2 separate regions of the Mus musculus genome follow, and region 1 is linked to region 2. A link is a contact called in public HiChIP or PLAC-seq data. All regions are on one chromosome and are shown on one strand. Each heading gives the region's core, a stretch centred on a gene start, on an enhancer-like site or on the middle of the called end of the contact. The rest is flanking DNA. Distances are from core to core; before and after follow the strand shown.

Region 1 (5,591 bases), core at 1,004-3,503, 1.9 Mb before region 2:
GAAATACCCAACAATGAGGAAATGGAGAGATGAAGGGATGTTGTTGCCATCCCACAGTCAAAAGCTCTGACCCAGAATTATTACTATCTAAAAGAACTACAGAGATAAAGGTAGAAAGGAGGTCCAGTGACTGGCCCAAATTGGGATCCATCTCAAGGGGAGGCTCCAAGACCTGACACTATAACTGATGCTATGGTGTGCATAGCTGTCCTCTGAGAAGCCCAACCAGCAGCTGACCAAGACAGATGCAGATACTTACACCCAAACATTGCACTGAAGTCTGAAACTCCTGTGGTTGAATTAGAGAAAGGCTAGAAGAAGCTGAAGAGGAGGGCAACCCCATAGGAAAGCTATAGATATAGATATATAGGTACATTTTTAGAGTGCTTTGCAAGGGCCCCAGGGATAGGACAGAGAACATATGACACAGAGAAAAACAATCCTTAGCTTTAATTATGATGACAATCAAGCCATATCACCTCAAAGTATGATTAAAGGAGATCAGACTATGCCATAGGGAAACAGGCTACTTTGGTACAACAATTATTTTGATCTGAAAGATGCTGAGAACTATTCAAAGCAGGGAAAGCTCTTTGAAGAATTTCCCTTAAATTCGATAGTCGTTTGTGTGAGAATGCCCCCCCTAGGCTCATACATTTGAGCATATGATCTCCAGTTGGTGGTGCTGTTTCAGGAGCTTTAGAGGTGCAGCCTTCTTCGAGGAAGCATGTCTCTGGAGCTTTGCTTTAAGGGTTTGAAGACTGTCCCACTTCGTTTGCTCTCTGTACTTTGTGCTTATAGTTGAGATGAAAGATGTACCTCTGTTACCATGCCAGCAGCCTGCTGCCACCTGCTGCCATGCTGACCCCACCATTATGGATTCTTGTAAATTCTTTCTTTCTTCTATAAGGGGTCTTGGTCATGGTGTTTTATCACAGCCACAGAAAATTAATACAAATTCCTTATAATTTTAAACATCTCTAGTGTAGAAGAAATACACATTTAAACAGAGAGAGAGAGACAGAAACAGAGAGAGACAGAGACAGAGATTGTTGAGATTGTCATTAGTAAATGTATCAGGTCAAGAGCTTCTCCAAACAGAATTGTTGAACTTGAGGGTTGGTAATAGGCACCCTATCGCTGAGCTCACACCTTTATCCCCTGGAAAGATTTTCATCTGCACAAGGCAACCTTTAGTCACCATACATTTCCCCTCCTGCAGACTCCAACTTGCTCAAGAATGTCAAATATAATACATATTCCTTTCAGTAATTTAGGTGGTATATTTCAGCCTCAATTTTTGGCCATTTCGTTAAGGCTTTGACCCATGGCCCTGGTTAATCAGCCACTGTACTCCGAGCAATCCTCCTGCCTGAGGATCCTACATGCAGGAATCAGAAGCATGCTCCATCATGACCAGCTTGAGTCTCATATTTCTGTGGAACTTCTGTTTGCACAATGAATTGTTCTACTCAAGATAATGTCTATGTCAATTTGCTTTAGACCAGCTAATAAAAACCTAAAACAGAAAAATAATTCTTTCTCTCCCACGGCTTTTCATTCTTAACTTCCTTCGGTTGCATATATCAGGCAGAGAGAGACAGTCTCGCCAAGCAGCAGCCCAAACCTCACAGAATCGGGGGCGACTCTCCTGAGATTCTCTCTTGCACCTCATCACACCCCACCCACTCAGCGAGAAGCAGAGTAAACTACATGAATCCCTTGAAATATACTAAGCAAGAGAGAACAACGTTAAGTTTCTCTGCACACGCTCCTAAGGAAAGTAAGCTAAAGTTGTAGGTAGACTGTGACTGAAAAGCCCAACAGCTGACAGATCTCCCAAAAACGACTATATCTAGGCCTTCCAACCCAGGATGCTACTGCGCAGGTCAGACGCAGCGCCGCTGAGCCTGCTGGGTGTCGTAGTCCATGAAGGCTAGGACGAGGCACAGTTTCTGAGTGGGTGGCGGGTGAATTTTCTCACACTGGGGCAAGACTTTGTTTTCTCGATGTTTCTGGTGCGATCTTACTGTGGACTATAGGCACAGCATAGCATCCGGGTCACCAGGATTCTGGGTTACAGATGCACTACTTGCATTTAGTAGCTAATTACAGTTGTTTCCTTCCGGGTCCTTGCGGCGTTTCCTGAAGTCAGGGTCAGAGGAAGTCCCGCCCCCACTATAAGGGCGGGATTCCGGACGCGGACCTCTTAGTCTCCGCCCCGTCGTCCCCGCCCCTCACCTCTTCTGGGCGGGGCCTCCTCGGTTTCCCCCGCGCGGGGCGGGGCTCCGGGGAAGTGTGCGGCTTGCGGCCGCGCCCCTGGGCTCGTACCCGCGGATCCCGGGCTTCCGCGCCGAGAGCACGCGGGCCTGTCAATGGACCGCGCGGCCGTGGCGCGAGTGGGCGCGGTGGCGAGCGCCAGTGTGTGCGCGGTGGTAGCAGGCGTGGTGCTGGCCCAGTACATATTCACCTTGAAGAGAAAAACGGGCCGCAAGACCAAGATCATCGAAATGGTGAGTGCGGGAGCATCGGCTCGCGCGCGAGCAGCCCAAGTGGCGTGGGCCGGCCGCGGCCCTGCGAGGGCAGCCTGCACGCGTGCTGATGCTTGACAGCGTTTGTTTCAAAGAGTGGAGAGAATAGATGCTCGGAGATAACTACCTCTTGCTGCAAAACCCGTTTCTCCAGAGCTAATCTCCAGTTGGCAACCGCCTCCAAGACGTGCAGCTAATCCGATAGTCTCTTGTCCAGGAGTCGGTTGGTTGGTTGGTTGGTTGGTTGGTTTGTTTGTTTGTTTTACATCATCGGGGCTGCCTTGGCTTACGTTATGAAAAGAGCATTTTCAGTGTTTTTTTAGAAATGCCAATATTGAAACAGCTCGATTATTTGAATGTTCTTCCTTGTTTTATGTTCCAAGAAGTATTCATGTGTCAGTCCCCCAAAACTCTTTCCTAAATCCTAGAAATGTACTTTTAAGAGTTAATTGCAGTCTCGTTTAAATTGTTTGTCTCAAGAATTCCATTTGAGGTTTGTTTTAAGGCGATTTGTTGATCCCAGAATGTCTGTTTCATTTAGGGTTGTTTTGATGTTACTGTTGTTCCATCTGACTTGAGCATGCATGGTGAGTGTGACTTACTTACTGGAGTACAAGTGAGCATCCAGAACTAAAATATAAAGTTGAGAAACTATTTCTATTGAAACTAATATTTTAAGTGAATTCCTTTATTCCTGGGTTATTTTCTTTATATACCTCTGGTTGCAAACATTTTGTGTGAGAAGTTTTGCCTCCCTCCCTGTCTAGCGAATTTACATGGCTTTATTTTGTTCCATACTCAAATTTTATAATTTTCCATCAGTGGGAAAAAGCTGATTTCGCTGTCTTTCTCTATGTACTTAAACAGTGGGCTGATTTTTCCACGAAATCTTAAGGAAGAGTTTTACTTTCATTGTATAAAGTACTAAGGGACCAATAATGCCAAATATTTTTTGTTTGTACTGTACAAGTCAGTCTTTATATGCATTGTTTTAAACTATGCGTCAGACCCCCTAATAGTTTTTCAGTAGAAGATGTAAAAGAGTTTAATATTTTTACTTTTATAGTTTTAGCTGATTGTTCCTTTAGATGGGAGAAATATTTGGATGACCTGAAATATATATTCCGGCCCTTGTTCTCTCTCTTTATAAGTCATGTTTGGGGAGTCCTCTGTACCTGTCTCCACCCTCTTCCTTCATAGAATGTGTACAAACCCAAGGATACCCACTGAACATTGCTGTTCTGATCACAGATGGTATATAACTACCTAACCAAGGTAGGCTAGGAAAAAATGACACCAGTTGCGTTCTGGGTGATGGTGTTTCTCTTGCCTCAGCCATCTCAGTGCAAGATTACATTCCTGAGTTACCCTGGCCATCAGGACATTTTTAATTGAAAGGCATTAGGGATTTGCTAGTGAGCTATGCATGCCATAGTGGAAATGTCCAGTAATGTGGCAAACTAGATTCCCAGAGAAAACCAATCAAAAGGTACACTAGAAGTATTCAGAGAGATAAGACAAGCCATTTAGTGAAGTTGGCTGGCACTTTACAATTTAATTATCCTGGTGTGTACTCCCTGAATCTGTTTTAACGTCTACCCGTACTTACACACATGGTCTATACTGGTATAGACCCCAGGGCTTTACACCTGCTAGACAACCATACCTGCTTCGTCAGTGCCCTCCTAGCCCATCCCCTTTTAAGGCAAGGTCTTTCTGTAGTGAGAAATCTGGAGTTCTGGCTTCTTTAAAAAACATAGAAATACTATAAAAATATGTTTTCATTGTAAACCCAAGTGTGAGCTATGGGTCTGGTTCAGAGTGTCCACGGCAGCTGACTGTGGTTTGCCGCAGGCTCTAGTAGGGGTGCGCTTTTTTCAGCTGCAGATTGTTTCTGTGATGGAGTGACTTCTGGAATTCTGGGGACTTTTCAGAGGGTATATAAATGTGAAGGCCCAGAGAGGCAGGGTGGGTTGTTGTTAGGTTGTTGTTGATTGGCTGTTGGTTGCTGTGGGTCGCTGTTTGTTAAATATTTGGCGAGAAGAAGAAATTAGATATCCTGATGGTGAAGATCAAACTTGCCCCTAGGAACTCAACACCCCTAATCAACAGGATGCAGTCTAAGGATAACTTGTCCCCCTTCTGGCCCCTGACTTCATTCTGGGATCTCTTTCCTTTCCTCTCTATCCTTTTTTTCTCTCTTATCTGATGTTAGGGAGTAAGGGTAGAAGAAAAAGGATGGAGAAGGGTGAAAAAGAGAAGAGCCCACAAAGTATCCAGGAATAGCTACATCTTTCTGAATCCTGTGTCCATGCCTTGAATTCGCCATCCTTCCTGTGTTAGGATGGCAGCCATGTGCCACCACAATCAGCTCCAGATTTCTCTTTATCGCATCTACAGTCTCTTAAGATTACTGATTAATTTGTCATAATCAAACCCTTTCTCTAAGAGTTTTATTTTAGAACAATATGGATTTACCGTAGTATGAACGAGTGCTCTCATATATCACACACCAGTTTCCCTTGTCATTAATATCTTGTGTGACTCATTTGTATTGATACATTATTAAATGCACTGCCACCCTTTTCAGATTTCCTTCACGTTTACTTATGTCCCAGGAGTTTCTCTTGGGTATCACAACACACTTAGTCATCCTGGCTCCTTGTTGTGGCCTTCACAGTACTTCTGAGTACTGTGCAGCTCCTTATCTTACCCCACTCTGGTCCAGAGATTAAACCCAGGGCCTCTTCACAAGTGTTCTACCCGAGACTCACACCCCAGCCTCCTTATCTTGTCTTCACTGGGCATGTTCTCAAACTTCACTTGTTTGAAGTTTTGGTATTTTGTAGAATGGCCTTGGTTGCGTTTATCAGGAGCTTTTCTCACGATCGTCTAGAGTTTCTCGGAGGATGACTAGTGTGAAGTGTTACTTTCATCACACAGCAAGGGTGCACGCTGTCATCCTAACCTCTAATTTGTAAGCTCTGCTTGAAGAATATTTGTCAGCATTCTCCACGGTCAGTTATTTTCTGTCTCCTCCTCCATCCTGTGCCCTTTGGA
Region 2 (5,176 bases), core at 906-3,405:
GTCCCTAAAATATATTTCTATTTGAGTCACCATATCAGAATCTATCAAGGACAAGCCATCACATTGAGCCTTCATGTCTCGTTTCTCTCAAACTAGAACAACCCTCCCTCAGTCTTGTCTTTCTAAAAACACTTTTTACTACATCTATATGCTTACCTATTGTGTGTGTGTGCGTGTATGTGTGTGTGTGTGTATGTGTGTGTGTATGTATGTGTGTGTATGTGTGTGTATGTATGTGTGTGTGTGTATGTGTGTGTATGTATGTATGTGTGTGTGTGTGAGAGAGAGAGAGAGAGAGAGAGAGTGTGTGTGTGTATGCACGTAGGGGTCAGAGGAGACCTGCAGGAGCTGGGTTTTTCCTACCTTATGGGTACTGGAGATGTAACTGTCTGCAGGCTTGGTAGCAAGTGCTTTACCTCCAGATCCATGTAGCTGGCCCCAGCCTTACCTTTTATTTTTAATCACAACAATGTAAGAGATAAGTTCAAGGTGTTCTTCACTGTTTTCTTCTATTGCCATTTGTTCTTATACATGAATGGTTTCTGGAAGAGGGTGATATAAAAGATAAAAGGCTTTTTTTTTTGAGGCTAAAAATCCTTTGTAAATTGTAGTTCACAGATGTGGGGGCTTCGTGTTGCTTCATGTTGTTGTTATTATTGTTGTTGTTGTTTTTCAAAACAAGGTTTCTCTGTATAACAGCCCTGGCTATCTTGGAACTTACTCTCTAGGCCAGGCTGGCCTTGAACTCACAGAGAACTGCCTGCCTCTGCCTCTCGAGTGATGGTATTAAAGGTGCAGTCCACAATGCCCAGCTTCATGTTGCTTTCTGACTGTGTCAGGATAGTCTTCTTTTATTGGTGACCAGATTGACTGGCTATCAGGTGAGAGAGGTCAGGTTTCCCAAATAATCATGGTCTTCCTGTCCAATGACTAGCAGTGAGCCTTGGGGGATAACTGAGACTCTATAAACATCCCTGTGACCTGATGCTCCTGACGGGAAGTTTGGTTGCACCAGAGACAGATGTTCTAATCCCAGTACCCCCATTTCCTGCATTTAGCCAGTATACTTTTTTTTAAAAAAGCAAAGAATTGCTTCCTCATCAGCTATTTGGTTTTCAAAAATACAGTTGGTACTAGAAAGGCAGAACACTCATTTTCTTAAATACCCACTTTTTAAAAGTGATGAAGTGTTAGCCACTGATGGCATGGCAATATGGTTCTCTTCTCTGTTTTAATTTGGTTTACTTCCTGAAGGGAATGACATACATTTAGGGATCATTTTAGAGTTTCCAGTCGTTCTGCTCCTTAAGTTGTTCTCGCTTTGTCTAGTGAATGGTCTTTTAGGAATGACCTTGTTCATCTTGGGGTTCTCATTTTCTGGATTATTGTTCTTTCAAGAGGTAATTTTCACTCCCAGCTTTGACCTAAGATTCAGTCATTTCTCCAGGAATTCTGGCACCTGTCAGTGTGGAGTTGAATTTAGATTAATTTCTGAGGGCCAACGGCAGTCATTGCTCTAGACCTTCAGTTTGCTCTCCTATCTTCATTTCAAGAGCAACAACATGGGTGTTTTGTGTCGTTCTATTTTAAAAAGAGGAAATAGATTGCAACGATGAACAGAGTCAACTGGCTAGCAAATGGCATGTCCGGATCTGAACGTGGGAGAAAGACTACCCTGGTATGCAGTGAGGCAACTTCAGGTAGTGATCCTAAGAAAACTTGTAGGATCAGCCTTCCCATTCCAGGAAGGCTGAGGCAGGAGAACTGCCGCAAGATCCAGGCTAGGCCGACAGCAATTTGAGACTTGTCTCCTCTATACCAGGCGCAGAGCCTACCGCACCACTGGTTGACCTGGGCAATCGCCGCCAGGTGGGGAAAACACAGTCGCCAGTAGCCACTCTCGGGCTGTCCGTTAGACTCGCCAATCAGCGGCGCCTCAGGCAGGGGGCCGTACATCCGAGGGATGCATCCAATAGAAAAGCGACGTCAGTGGGCGGGAGGAGCTGTAGACAGGCCAATCCTGGTAGTTAGCTCACGCCGGCAAGCCGGCAGCCAATCCTCAGCGCGCTCTCTGTGCGGCTCCGCCCGCCGCTCTGCACTACCGCGTGGGTGGCGGCGCACTGCTCTTTTTAGCAGCGCTAGTCCGGCTTCTCTGTGCTTGACGCTGCTGGCGTGGATAAGTGGACATGGCGAGCTCCGACTGTGAGGGCCATGCGGGCCAGGAGGGGGAGACATTCCTGTACTTCGCCTACGGCAGCAATCTCCTGACCGAGAGGATCCACCTGCGAAACCCCTCGGCCGTGTTCTGCTGCGTGGCGCGCCTGCAGGTCAGTGCCGTTGTGCGGGCGACCTGGAGAGCGGGCTAGCTGCGACTCCTGCCGGGAACCTCTAGCCACCGTCGGAGTTCGCAACCCTCCACTGGCTGCCCTTTTCCACCGGTTATGAGCATCCCGTAAGATGCCTTTAATAGGTGCTTCTTAGTCGAGAACTAGCTGCTTTCTGTCCTGTGCGTACCTTATCTATCCCACAGTTCTGTGAAATTCTGCCTGTCCTTTCCTTCGGATCTTAGCGTCCTGGCCTTGAGACCTGGAACCGTGTCTTCAATACTGATAGCAATGTTCGTTCCCTCAGTAGAGTAGCCCAATAAGCTTTTAACTGTGATAAAATGTGTTCTTGACCATAGTTCATTTCCTCTTTAATACGTATTCTTCTGGCACTCAGTGCTGGGGTTACAAGGATGACTGAGCAGCCTAGCTATTTGGAGGACCTTTCTGGTGTACAATCTGATTGTGTGTAGGGCCCTTAATAATTTTAGCCAACTTTGATAACCTTGTCAATTCTTGATTTCAGGCAACAGAAACCAGCTGATTTCAGAAAGGAGAATGGGGAGGGGTGTTGGAAGGCTGTTAGAGAGCTCATGGATTCACCTGAAAGATTGAGTAAACAGGTGGACTACTGTGTGTGTGTGTGTGTGTGTGTGTGTGTGTGTGTGTGTGTGTGTGTGTGTGTGTGTGTATACACAACCAGCATTACAGGAGAGGGCCATCCCTGCTCTGGAAACTGGCCACACCTTTCCTCAACTAGTAAGCACAATATGGAACTGACTCCTGACTGCTGCTTTGCCACAGTTCTGCAATTCCTGAAGCCTAGAGTGGAGTCCCTAATGATCTTAAACACCAGCACTAATTGAGAGCCCCTGCGAGGTGCCCTGATTGGCTAAATCTCACCATGAATCCACGTCCTTACTTAGCAAGCAAGATGATCTGATAACTAGCTCCTAGCCTTTCAAGTTTCAGAAGTGGGAGTCACGCTCTGTACTCTATCTAAAACTCCAAAGAGTGTAGGATTGGAGTTCAAGTACGTGAAGTACAGGAAAGAAATACCACATAAATGATAAATTATAGCTGTGGTTAGCCTTAAAAGAGGACTTGCAAGGTGCAACAGAATATATGACCAGAGGACCTGACCTAGGTGCTCAGGAAAGCCTTCCTGGATATAACTTTTAAGCTGAGACCTGAAGGGAGATGAGGAGAGCAAAAAACTGTCAGGGAGGGTAGCTTGTTCAAAGGACAGGAGATAAAGGAAGTGGTTGGAGTCTACAGGGAGATGTGGCATGAGGGCTGGAAAGATAAGAAAGTGTCATATCCTAACATGACCACAGAGAACTTTGGACAGTCTGTTGCATGCTGTGAGTGGAGTGTCTTACAGGATGAAAGCAGACGATGAGATTTATGTATTTGAAAGCTCATTCTGGTTACTCTGCAAATAGGGCAAGTTATTGGAAGCCCAGTTACGATCTTGCCACATTCATGTCAGAGATAATGCCACCATGATCTAATAGGGTGGTGACAGGGAAGGTAGAGTAATACTCAGAAGATAACATCATAAGGCTTGATGATTGTGTGTCTGTGTCTGTGTGTGTAGGGAAGGTATATCAAATATGACACAGTTTTTGAACAACCAAGTAGGTGATGGTGATAATGTTCACAGAGGAGAATCAGGTTTGGCGGTAAAAATTATAAACTAACTTTGTACTAAATTAAGTTTAAGATGCTTTCCAGACAAGCACATGAACAGTAAATATTTGTGAACATTGGCAAAGAGATGAAGAGATCAGCCCTAACTGTGTGCTCGTCCCAGATCTAAGAGCTTTTGAGCCTCAGAATAGAGATGTGGGATGGTTTTAAAGGTAGCTGAAGCATCCGATGGTATTGGAAGCTGCTGGAGGTAGTGGGACTATTCTGGGCACCTGGATAAATTCAAAAAAGGCCTAAGCTGAATCCCAAGAAACCCAGACATTTCAAAATGGGGAGTAGAGGTGGGATTGGCAGAGATGAGGAGATCAGGTCAACCCTAAATCAGAAGAAAGAGCTGATCTGGACTGGTAGCTACCTACGTTACACACGAGCATTGAGCCATTGAAGCGGACGGAATGACACAGCCTGCTGCCTTTAGCAGGAGGCTGCCAGTCTCTGGTGTGGATTTGATCAGATCTCCTGATACTGGAATATCCAGTTTGCTGCGTGAAGCGCCTTGTCGTGTGGATCAGTGTTTTCCCTGAAGTATCAACCAAGGTTTCTGAGCAAACATAGGTGACAGGAATAATATCCACCAGAAGGGACTGACAACACTGTCATTGAGCCCATCCTTTTGTATTTTGCTGCTGAGGAAACTAAGCCCTAGAGAGATGGGAGGACATCTTCCTAGACCACACAAGGCAAGGCCCCTCAGCCCTGATTGCCCATCAGTAATGGCAGAAGCTAAATTAGAAAGGTGTCTCTGTCGCTTGTTAGTTGTGAGATCTTAGAGAAGAAGAGGCTTAATCTTTCTAAGCTGTAGCAAAACATTGGTCTGGGTAAAGTAATAGCTACTGTGATAGCACACAATAAATACTCAGTAAGTCTTAGCTGCTCTTAGGTTCCTGGAAAGAAATTGGTACAGTTCATGAAGATTAATGCTCACACACATGCCAGACCCCTTAGGGCAAATCCAGTGATTTGCAGGTAAGATACTCTACAGATATAAAAGTATATCATAACCCCTGTGTAACCATCATTCAGCAAGTCTAAGTAGAAATACATGTGCATTTAAGTAGACTGAGACGTCATTTGCAGAGAGAAAGAAAGAAAAAGAGAGAGAAAGCAAGCAGTCTAGAGCTATTGTGTGGTATATTGGG

Evidence for each region. HiChIP or PLAC-seq counts read pairs in DNA pulled down with a chosen protein or histone mark.
Region 1: a FOXA1 HiChIP or PLAC-seq map of pancreatic cancer cells shows a contact between it and region 2. The contact joins the promoter of Nt5c3 here to the promoter of Ggct in region 2. A contact is called at or near these places in 2 of 39 promoter capture datasets (liver and neutrophils) and 1 of 115 datasets of contacts at active chromatin or transcription factors (pancreatic cancer cells).

What each region holds. Positions count from the first base shown.
Region 1 is chr6:56,920,594-56,926,184 of GRCm38.p6, reverse strand. Nt5c3 (5'-nucleotidase, cytosolic III) reads left to right here and starts at 2,253. Exons shown (of 9, transcript NM_026004.3): 1 at 2,253-2,513. The coding sequence starts at 2,376. It also overlaps a transcript of Vmn1r4 not described here.
Region 2 is chr6:54,989,846-54,995,021 of GRCm38.p6, reverse strand. Ggct (gamma-glutamyl cyclotransferase) reads left to right here and starts at 2,155. Exons shown (of 4, transcript NM_026637.3): 1 at 2,155-2,327. The coding sequence starts at 2,187. RefSeq lists a cis regulatory region at 1,921-1,930 and an enhancer at 1,911-1,940.